Regions from separate parts of the Mus musculus genome. Here region 1 is linked to region 2. A link is a contact called in public Hi-C data. All regions are on one chromosome and are shown on one strand. Each heading gives the region's core, a stretch centred on a gene start, on an enhancer-like site or on the middle of the called end of the contact. The rest is flanking DNA. Distances are from core to core; before and after follow the strand shown.

The links. Hi-C and Micro-C count contacts between places; a contact is called where the count stands out from the background.
Region 1: a Hi-C map of pre-pro-B cells shows a contact between it and region 2, with 1.6 times the contacts expected there. The contact joins two enhancer-like sites. A contact is called at or near these places in 1 of 15 datasets of contacts at CTCF or cohesin (large pre-B cells), 11 of 484 Hi-C or Micro-C datasets (the C2C12 cell line, CD8 T cells, the CH12 cell line and 8 more), 6 of 115 datasets of contacts at active chromatin or transcription factors (CD8 T cells, effector CD8 T cells, embryonic stem cells and 2 more) and 3 of 9 other capture datasets (adipose tissue, liver and pancreatic islet).

The regions. Positions count from the first base shown.
Region 1 is chr1:127,609,320-127,614,735 of GRCm38.p6, forward strand. All of the region lies in intron 2 of Tmem163 (transmembrane protein 163), which reads right to left. Among named protein-coding and RNA genes, the nearest start is that of Tmem163, 66 kb to the right of the region's middle. Within about 2 kb of position 2,467, at least 14 of the 459 cell types and tissues checked have an H3K27ac peak or open chromatin away from gene starts, as enhancers often do. A contact at or near this core is called in CD8 T cells and pre-pro-B cells, where this site is marked.
Region 2 is chr1:127,510,998-127,515,946 of GRCm38.p6, forward strand. All of the region lies in intron 5 of Tmem163 (transmembrane protein 163), which reads right to left. Among named protein-coding and RNA genes, the nearest start is that of Gm41947, 34 kb to the left of the region's middle. Within about 2 kb of position 3,639, at least 51 of the 459 cell types and tissues checked have an H3K27ac peak or open chromatin away from gene starts, as enhancers often do. A contact at or near this core is called in CD8 T cells and pre-pro-B cells, where this site is marked.

The sequences.
Region 1 (5,416 bases), core at 1,217-3,716, 97 kb after region 2:
GCACCAAATGGCTGTCTTATGCTCTAGATCTTTGCCACCCAGTTAAGTTTTATCGTGATTCCTTAGATCCCTATGACACTCTGACGGCTGCCCCTCCCTCATCACCTCTTCATCAGCTTAAAGACATCAAAGCAGTCAGTGCTCCCAAGCTCTCAACAGCAGTTCTGGTGACCGCGGAAAGAGAATGATAGACAGTGCTGTAGGCGTAGTGTTATTGTGCACAGTGTAAAGATTGTCCTTATATTATTCAAGTGCTGGCTTCTGTGCCCCCATATCTAGTTGCAATCCTTATTCTAAGAATCTCCTGTTCTAATGTTGTGTAAGCATTGCTCCCAATTATTCCCTGATTGGTCAATAAAGCTAGCTGATCACCCAATGACTAAGCAGGGGAAAGACTATGACTGGACTTCCTGTTAGTGAGGGGTGGGGCAGGAGGGAGACAGGTAGCCAGATTAGTTTAGAGGATTAAAGTAGAAATAATACTGCTCATTCTTATTACCATAGGCCATAGTATCCAAACTTAGACAAACACGTTCATAAAAATAACACCAACACTCAAAGTTAGACACACTCCCTGGGAGGCAGACAGATAGGCAGAGAAGTCATGATGAGGTGATAAAGATGGAAAACTTCCAAAATGACTGGCTTCTTCCTCACCCTCTTAGCTGGAGAAAAAAAAAAAATCCTGGCAGCTTAAAACAAAAGCCTTTGGCCCTTATAGCCCACCAGCAGGCTCTATGCTTATGGCTGGCTCAACAAGTTCAGATCAGGACATGTTACCCAACAGTTGTGAGGCAATCAACCAGTCCGTCTTTCTTCAAATTGACTAACCCTAAATTAGGGGATGAAGACCCTTCAATGATTCTAACAGCCCCAGGCCTCCAAAGAAATCTGGGCTTCAGCTTCCCAAGCTCTGTCTCTGTCTCTCTGTCTCTCTGTCTCTCTGTGTCTCTGTGTCTCTCTGTCTCTCTGTGTCTCTGTGTCTCTCTGTCTCTGTCTCTGTCTCTCTGTCTCTCTGTCTCTCTGTGTCTCTCTGTCTCTGTCTCTGTCTCTGTCTGTCTCTCTCTCTCTCTCTCTCTCTCTCTCTCTCTCTCTCTCTCTCTGTGTGTGTGTATGTGTGTGTGTGTGTGTTTCTTCACTGGGAGAAAATAAAGGATGTCTGAAGGCCACCCAAGGAGAAGGAGCAGAAGTGAAAGCAGGGATTTAGCCACCACACAGTCAAGTGATGACTGCAGGGTGACAGAAGCCAGAGAAGAGTGTCCAGTGTCACCTCCCAAGATCACGGAAGGGGTCAGGATGAGACAAGTGGGCAGATAAGGCAGGGGAAAGAATGTAGTAGTGTGTCATGGGGGCCAACAGAGGGACAGTCAGGGAAGAAGGGAGCTGGGAGGGAGATGTAAGTCCACAGCAGCAAAGGGGAGGTACGATGGGGCATCTCGACCATGATTCCAAAGTTAGGGCTGAGTGTGTTGGCAATTTCAAATGTCTATGTGAGAAAGTAAAGTCAGCCTTAAAAAGTAGAGAGATGGACTCTGGCTAAGAAATGAACGTCTAGTCAAAGTAAAGTGGCAAGTCTCTCCAGATACATCTACAGATTTAACTCCACTCAAATTCCAATAGAAAATTTCTAGGTACAGACAATCTGGTTCTAAAATTCAGATGATTCCTGGGTAGATGGCTCAGTGGCACTTGCCATCAATCCTAATGACCTAAGGACAATTCTCAGGATACAAACTGTGAAAGAGAGAGCTGACCCCTGTAAGTTACCTTACCTTCTGACCCCCACATAGTCACTGTGGCTTGTTGATGCCCACAGACATTCCCCAACACCCCCCCCGACACACACATCAATCAATCAATCAATGTAAAGAAAATCAGATAAAAGGATCTACAAAAGCTAAAAAAAAAAAAAAGCAACAGAAAAGCAATACACGCAATACACTCTTTAATATGAAGATTTACTGTGAATGTGCTGTCATTTGCACAGTGTAGGGTTCGCCAAGGGCTAGACAAGGGTATCAATGAACCCACATAATTATGGCCATGACTGCTTGTGAAGTCACAAAAGCAACTGGGAAAAAGAAAAGGCATCCTCTTGAATAACTGAATGTGCATATACCAAACAAACAAGCAAGCAAACAAACAAGCAAACAAAAAAGACATGAGCTGTGGAGGTGGCTCTGCGTGTAAGATGCTTGCAATGCAAGCCTAAGGACCTGAGTTTGAACCTCCAGGAGTCACATAAAACTGACACAGCCGAGTGCATCTGTAATCTCAGTGCCCCGACAAGGAGATGGTAAGTGAATGGAGGAAAATCCCCAGAAGCCCATGGGCCAGCTAGTCTAAAGCACACAGCAGCAAACAAAGGACCCCACTCTGAATAAAGGGGAAGATGAGAACCAACACCATAGGTGGTGCTCTGACCTCAACATGTGCACTGAGGCACATGTGCACCCACAGTCATATAGACATTGGTATACTGTCCTAGTTTCATTTTCTGTTGCTGTGATATAAACCAAACCAAAAGCAGCTGTTTATTTCAGCTTGAATTTCAAGTCACAGTTCCATGATTGAGAGGAGTCAGGGCACAAACTTAAGCAGAAACCACAGAGAAACACAAATTACTGGCTCATGCTCAATTCATTTATACTGCCCAGGGTTCTGCATCCAGAGATGTCACTGTCCACAGTGAGCAGGGCCCCCTTTTATCAGTCATTGATCAAGACAAATACCCTATAGACGTGGCCGCAGGCCAATCTGATCTGGACAACTCATCGCTGAGGTTTCTTTTTCCCAGGTGAGTCTACATTATATCAAACAGACAATAAAAACTAACCAGGGCACATATGTACAGTCAGTATTTGTGCTCGTGCTTCTTATAAAAACTAACACAGAATAAATTGTAGATCTAATATAAGGCATGAGACTATTAACATCTGTGGTGGTTTGAATGGTATGGTCCCCATAGACTCATGGTTTGAATGCTTGACCCACAGGGACTGATCTTATTAAGAAGCTTAGTCTTGTTGGAATAGGTAGAGCCTTGTTGGAGGAAGTATGTCGCTGTGGGGGTGGGCTTTGAGGTCTCAGATGCTCAAGCCCAGGTTTAATGGTTCATAGTTCTTTTCCTGATGGCCTTTGGATCCAGATGTAGAATTCTCAAATCCTTCTCCAGCACTGTGTGTGTGTGTGTGTGTGTATTCCTTTTTTCCTAGCCTGTTTCTTCCTTGTTACTGTGTTTGTTCGCGTTTGGTGCATAGAACTGGGTAAAATGGCAAAGTTCTGTGTTTAATTTCTTCAAAACGTATATATTTAGTGCTGCACCTTAGAGCACTTTGAAATACCTCGTGTTTATGAAAATAAATAGCAATTAAATGAAAAACAATGTTGTCCTTTATAAGAGTTGCCTTGGTCATGGTGTCTCTTCACAGCAATGAAAACCCTAAAAGATAACATCCAAAGCCAAAAGATAGGAGAAACCTTTTGAGACACACAGTTAGGGAAAGAGATCTAGAGACAGATCCTAAAGCCATAAGCCATGAAAGAAAAAGACCTCAAAAACTGAACTGATATTTTTTGCAAATGATAATACAAAGAGAATGATCCAAGCTGCCAACTAGGAAGTAAGAGGTTTTTTTTTTTTTAAATCACATATTTGACAAAGAAGTTGTATTCAGAGTATATTTTATCAACTGTCAACACTGTAAGTAAACAATCCGTTTCTTCACATGGGTAAAAGATTTGAAAAGCCACTTTGCTAAAGATGACATACAGATGGCAAATGAGCACAAGAAAATATGTTCTAAATCATTACCACTAAAAAAATGCTAATTAAAACTGTGATGAGGGGCTGGGGTGTAGTTGGTAGAGGCCTGCCTAGCACACACAAAGCCCTGGGTTCTATCCCCAGTGCTGCACAAACTGGATGTTGAGGCACACACCTGTAATCCCAACACTCTGGAGGTAGAATGCAGGAGGATCAAGATGTTTAAGATCTTTGGCTACAAAGTGAGTTTGAAGTCAGCCTAGGCTATGAGAAACTGTATCAAAAGTAAAACAAATAAAATGAGAAAATCATGAAGAGATAATAGCCTGTACCAACTCTACGAATTCAATGAAAGGTGCTACTTCTGAGAAGTCCTTAAAAGAATGTAGAGCAAGAGGCTGAAGAGAAGGCTTAACATTTGCTGTCCTTGCAGAGAACCAGAGTTAGGTTCCCAGCATCCATTGTGGACAGCTTACAGCTACCTGTAACTTCAGCTCTGGGTTATGGGAGTGGGATCCAGCACCCTCTTCTAGCCTCTGCAGGCACCTGCACACATGCACAAATATACACAAACAGTAATTAAAATATGGCTTTTTTTAATTAGGTATTTTCCTCATTTACATTTCCAATGCTATCCCAAAAGCCCCCCATATCCTCCCCCCCACTCCCCTACCCACCCACTCCCACTTTTTGGTCCTGGCATTCCCCTGTACTGGGGCATATAAAGTTTGCAAGTCCAATGGGCCTCTCTTTCCAGTGATGGCCGACTAGGCCATCTTCTGATACATATGCAGCTAGAGTCAAGAGCTCCGGGGTACTGGTTAGTTCATAATGTTGTTCCACCTATAGGGTTGCAGATCTCTTTAGCTCCTTGGGTACTTTCTCTAGCTCCTCCATTGGGAGCCCTGTGATCCATCTAATACTTGACTGTGAGCATCCACTTCTGTGTTTGCTAGGCCCCAGCAGAGTTTCACAAGAGACAGCTATATATGGGTCCTTTCAGCAAAATCTTGCTAGTGTATGCAATGGTGTCAGCGTTTGGAAGCTGATTATGGGATGGATCCCTGGATATGGCAGTCTCTAGATGGTCCATCCTTTTGTCTCAGCTCCAAACTTTGTCTCTGTAACTCCTTCCATGGGTGTTTTGTTCCCAATTCTAAGAATGTAGAACAACTAGAGCTCTCTGGAGCTCTGCTGGTGCAACCCCTCTGGAAAACAGTTTGCCAATTTCTTCAGAACATGTTCTTTCATAAAACACAAAAACTCTACTCCAAAGTGGTTTCCTGACAAAGGTCTCAGCACCTGTGTCCTTAGGCCAAGGGCACAGCTCTACCCCCTGTCTCACTCACTTATAAGACTGTTCTCCACTCCTTTCAAATTGCAAAGGCAGAGGTAAACAGCTGCCACTAATGCCAGATATATTTATTATAAAATAAATAAAATATTGTACAAAAAGTTTGCCAACTTCCACTCCAGTGGAGAGAAAGCTTATGTTAGCATACATATCTATATACAACTATTTGCATCTCTGGTTAAAATTGACAAAAACTATAATCAATCCTAGCTTTCTTAGGCAGATTTAATGAAGAAATTATGGTACATCCATGTAATAAAATATTACATGATAATGAGCAAGAACAAAATATTGAT
Region 2 (4,949 bases), core at 2,389-4,888:
AGCTGAGAGTGAACAGGGTTCTCCCTGTAGTTAAGAGTGAGTCTTTTGGTTGTAAGATGGAGGTAGGTCTAATGCCTCCGCCAATTTCAGAAACTGTGAAGGCCTAATGAGACATCAAGCTAAAACAACAACAGCAACAACAAAAACCCACTAACTTCAAGGGAGAAAGCACAAAGACACCTATTATAATAGACAGAAATAGACGGAATCAAGCAACATGGTGGCTCACAGATATATCATAAGCTGATTAAAAACAAAGATTCTCAGAGCCAGGAAGTGTACCAATTGGAGACTCCTGAATCATTACCTAGGGAACCAGAGCTAACCATCCACCTCCAATTCTTATGAGAGACCATGAGGACAAGCTACCCACACTTCCAGAAGCTGCTGGAGACAAACCCTCAGGGGTCCAAGCCACCAGGGTCCTTCATGATGTTCCTAGCAAGCAGGTGAAGTCACGCATGTTTCCGCCACAGTTCCCTTACTGGCTGTCCCTGGGGACTGCTGCTATATTTAGCCTACTGGTTAGCGTTTCTGTCTAAACAAACACATTGTCTCCTTACACTATCTATTTATGGAACAGGTAAAGGAATAGTCCTGTCAGCAGAGTGTCTGGGTCACACTTGGGAGAGCAAAAACTGCTTTCATAGCAACCCATCGGTCCTATGCAGATCTCAGTGAGACTCCTAGCCGGCCTCTCGATGGGAGGGGTTTGTGGCTCAGCACAGGTTCCATGTTTCAAATACATGTTTTGGTCAACATTGACATACTATGTGATTATGTACACACACACACCAGTGTGTGTGTGTGAGAGAGAGAGACAGACAGACAGACAGACAGAGACAGAGACAGAGAAAGAGAGAAAGAGAATCAGTCTATGTACATGTGTGTGCAGATGTACATGCCTATACTTATAAGAAAAGACCAGAAGGGCTTCTGGTGTCCTCTGTGACATTCCACCTATTGTGCTGAGTCAGGGTCTTTCTCTAACCTAGGATCATATCTTAGCTAGGCCTGAAACCGGCAAGCTTCAGTGTAGGCCCTCATATCTCCAGTCCCCTCAAGTGCTGGGCTTGCAAGCATTTGCTTTGGAAAGACACCTGTCTTGTTATGTGGGTGCTCCCCTGCTCACTGCCAAACAAGCCTTCTTTATCACAGCACCATCTCTCCAGTCCCACAATCCCCCTGGTTTTGAAGCAGAATCTCTGACTGGCCTGGAACCATCCAGGAAATCTAGGCTGACTGCCCAGCAAGCCCAAAAGTTGACCTGTCTCTACCTCCTCAGCCCTGAGATTACAAGTGTATGTCACCTGTCACATACCTGGTTTTCTACATTTGGGTTCCAGGAGTTGGACTCAGATCCTCATACAGGACAAACACTCTACCAACCGAGTCAGCTTTTATTTATTTGTTTGTTTATTTATTTTTTGGTATTAGTCTGTTCCGTTCCGAAAGTTAAATTAGGAATTGTGCTGGACAGCGTATCATGTTGGAAAAGCATCTCTGAGCTGAAGTACAGGCTGTGCTGCCCTCGTGTTACCCAGCCTGAGAAAAGAAGCAACTCTGAGGGCATTTCTGAGACCGTTCAATACAGTCTGCTCTCCCACACTGAAGACATCAAAGGCCTACAGTCCTTAGACACCTCCAGTCAGCAGCAGCCACTCAGTAGCTTCGAGCTAAGTACATCCTAAGGGCTTCCACACTAAACAAAGCCTGATGCCTTTCATCAACAAGGTACCATTAGTATTGACCTTCTGAAAAAAAAAAAAAACTGAGGCAGAAAAAGATTTAGCAACCTCCCCTAGGCTCTCCCAGTGAGGAAGAGGCAGGGCTATGTCAATGCAAAAACAGCTCTCACCTCAGAAGGAGGAAGAGACAGTTTGTTCTGCAGTCACATACACGGAGGACGGAGGACCTTGGCCCAGGAACACAGATTCAGGTTACCCAAATTTTGTGCTCTAACTGGTAACAGTTTCACGACATTCTGGGAACTTAAGTTTACAGTCAGAATCTCTTCTCTCACATCTTTAACACCAGTGCTACGAGCCTCAGAGAGCTCACCGACACTGTGTGGAACCTTTAGAAACACACTCTGCACACGGGACCCTTGTTTCAGACCACTGAAACCATTCTCCCTCTTTTCCTTCTGTCAAATGCTTCCTGCCTCGAAACCAGTGGGTCTCAACCTGTAGGTCTCGAACCCTGTTGGGGGAGTCAAACGACCCTTTCACGGCGGTCACCTAAGACCATTGGAAAGCACAAGTATTTGCATTATGATTTATAACAGTAGCAAAACCACAGTTATGAAGTAGCAACAAAAATAATTTTATGGCTGTGGGGGGCGGGGTGGTGTGTGGAACCACACATGAGGAACTGTATTCAACTCTCGCCATGTTGAGAGAGGCTGAGAAACACTGCTCTAAAACCACAGTCAAGAGAATCCACTGGCAGGGGCAGGCTGAGGGGAGGAAAAGGTGGGGATGTCTCCAGATAAACCATTATACAGGTGACTAAGCCAGGGAAGTGGGTACGAGAACAGATGGCAGGCGGGAAGTGAGAGGGCAAAGAATGAGCTTAAAGTTTTAAAAATTGTTTGTTTCGTTTTGTTTGTTTGTTTGCTTATCATATGCCAAGGTTCATATGTGGAGAACAGGAAAAGGGGGAGGAGGAGAAAGAAAAGAGGGAGGGAGGAGAGAGCAGGGAAGAGAAAGCTATGGGGGAGTAGAGGAAGTGGGAAGGGAGGCCCAGCCCTGAAGGCCAGTGGGCAGCCAAGTCACACAGGCCCATGAAGCCAGGAGCTGGAGGAGAAGAGGCGGCACTCAAAGGGACTCAGCCATCAGCCAACAGACAGCCTCAGACTTCATCCTTCAGAGCCTGTGTCCCTGCAAACAGGAACAGCACACCACCTGCCCTTCCTCATCAGAGCAGGTGCTGCGGGCCAAAACAGGATGTGACTCTTTAAAAACAACCCATGGTCAAGATGAAAAGAACCAAAGAAAAACCCAAATAATAAAACAGCCCATTCTGGCATTAAACAACATAATATATACCATGAATGCGTGTAACTTTTATTCATTAATGAAAAACTTAATTGCAGTGGGAAAGGTCATCGCCGGCACAGATTTCTTGAAGACGCTCATTTTTGTTCTAAAGTTTCTCTCTTTCTTTTTCTTTTTCTTTATTTATCCTTGCTTTTTTTGTTTTGTTTTAGAGACAAGATCTCATGTAGTCCAGGCTACCCTCAAACTCACTGTGTAGCTGAGGGTGACCTTGAGCTTCTGATCCGCCTGCCTCTGCCTCCCAAGTGCTGGGACTACAGGCATGTTCCACCGTCTCTAGTTTAAACAGTGCTGGGAATGGAACTCAGGCAAGGCAGGGCACGCGCTCTACCACCTGAACCACATCCCCAACACTGGAAGCTGTTATTGTATTGTAAATCAATCAATCAATCAATATCATCCTGTTAGCATCTAACAAGTGTTGGCTCCATGTTCTAGAACTAGAACAGGGCAGAGTTGCAAAGAACTCTCTTCCAAAATCTGCCTTGTTAACCAGAGGCGTGGTGCAGGGCTAGGGAGCAGGCTTACACCCTTTACTTACACAACCACAAGCCCCCATAGGTCTGCTTCGGGACTTACCCCAGAAACCAGGCTGGCTTGGTTCCTCTTCCAGCCAAACCCCCAAGGGGCTGGTGACACCCAGGAGGGTGAGAGCCAGCTGACTTCACAGCTGGGTAACTCCTAGCTACCCAGATTTCTTGTTGAAAACTGAGCCACTGCAGGCTGGGGAGATGGCTCGGTGGTTATGAGGACCAGAGGTCAGATAGCAGGATTTACATAAAAAAGCCTGTTATAACCAGTAACCAGAGCACTTGAGGGAGGGGAGGCAGAGACAAGAAGATCTCTAGGGCTTGCTCTCCACCAGGCTAGACAGAAAAACAGCAAGTTCCTGGCTCAGTGAGAGACCTGACCTCAAGGGAGAAGTCTCTCACTGAATGAACTGCAGGAGAGGATGTATAATGTCCTCCTCTAATCTCACCAGCATATATACCATCACACACGTACACACGCGTGCGCACACACACACACATGCACGCGCACATGCACATGCACACGCATGCACATGCACATGCATGCACACACATGCACACACACACATGCACACGTGCACACACAAACATTCACATACACAGGCAAGCACGGGCACACACATGCACACACGCTCATGCTCACATATAGTGACCCATTCTTGCACTAAGCCTCACTCTGAGAATTTCACACTGAATTAAAAGAAAGTGTGACTTTTGTTTTGTTTAAGACAGTCTCGTATATCTCAGTATCCCAGTCTGGGCTGGAACTTCTTACATAGCCAAGTATGACCCTCACTTCTGGGTCCTCCTCCCTCTATCTCTCAGTGCTGAGGTTATGAAACAGGTATGCAGCTCTAGACACGGTTTGTATGGTGCTGGGACTCAGACCCAGGTTTTCATATCTGCCAGTCAAGCCTTGCCCATGGAGCCACACCCAGCTCCCAGACCTTGCATCTGTCAGGGCAGGACTGAGCTGTGAGAAGTCAGCTTGGATTTGAGGTGCGGGGTTAAGGTGTGATTGGGAGAGAGAGACATCCATTACCTTGAGGCCCTGAAGAGTACTGTCCCTTGTTTGGTCCAGGCCCTACAAGTATTGTGGCAAAGGCCCTGAGTACAGCTGAGGCTTCATGCCTGTGGTGGTTTGACTATGCTTGGCCCATGGGAAGTGCTCCTAGTAGGAGGAGTGGCCTTGTGGGAGGAAGTCTATCACTGTGTAGGCTGGCTTTGAGGGTTCCTAATTCTTAAACTCCGCCCAGTGTAGAACAGTCAATCTCTTTCTGACTGCCTTTAGATGAGGATGTAGAACTCTCAGTTCCTTCTCTAGGACCCTGTCTGCCTGGACTCTGCCGGGCTTCCTGCC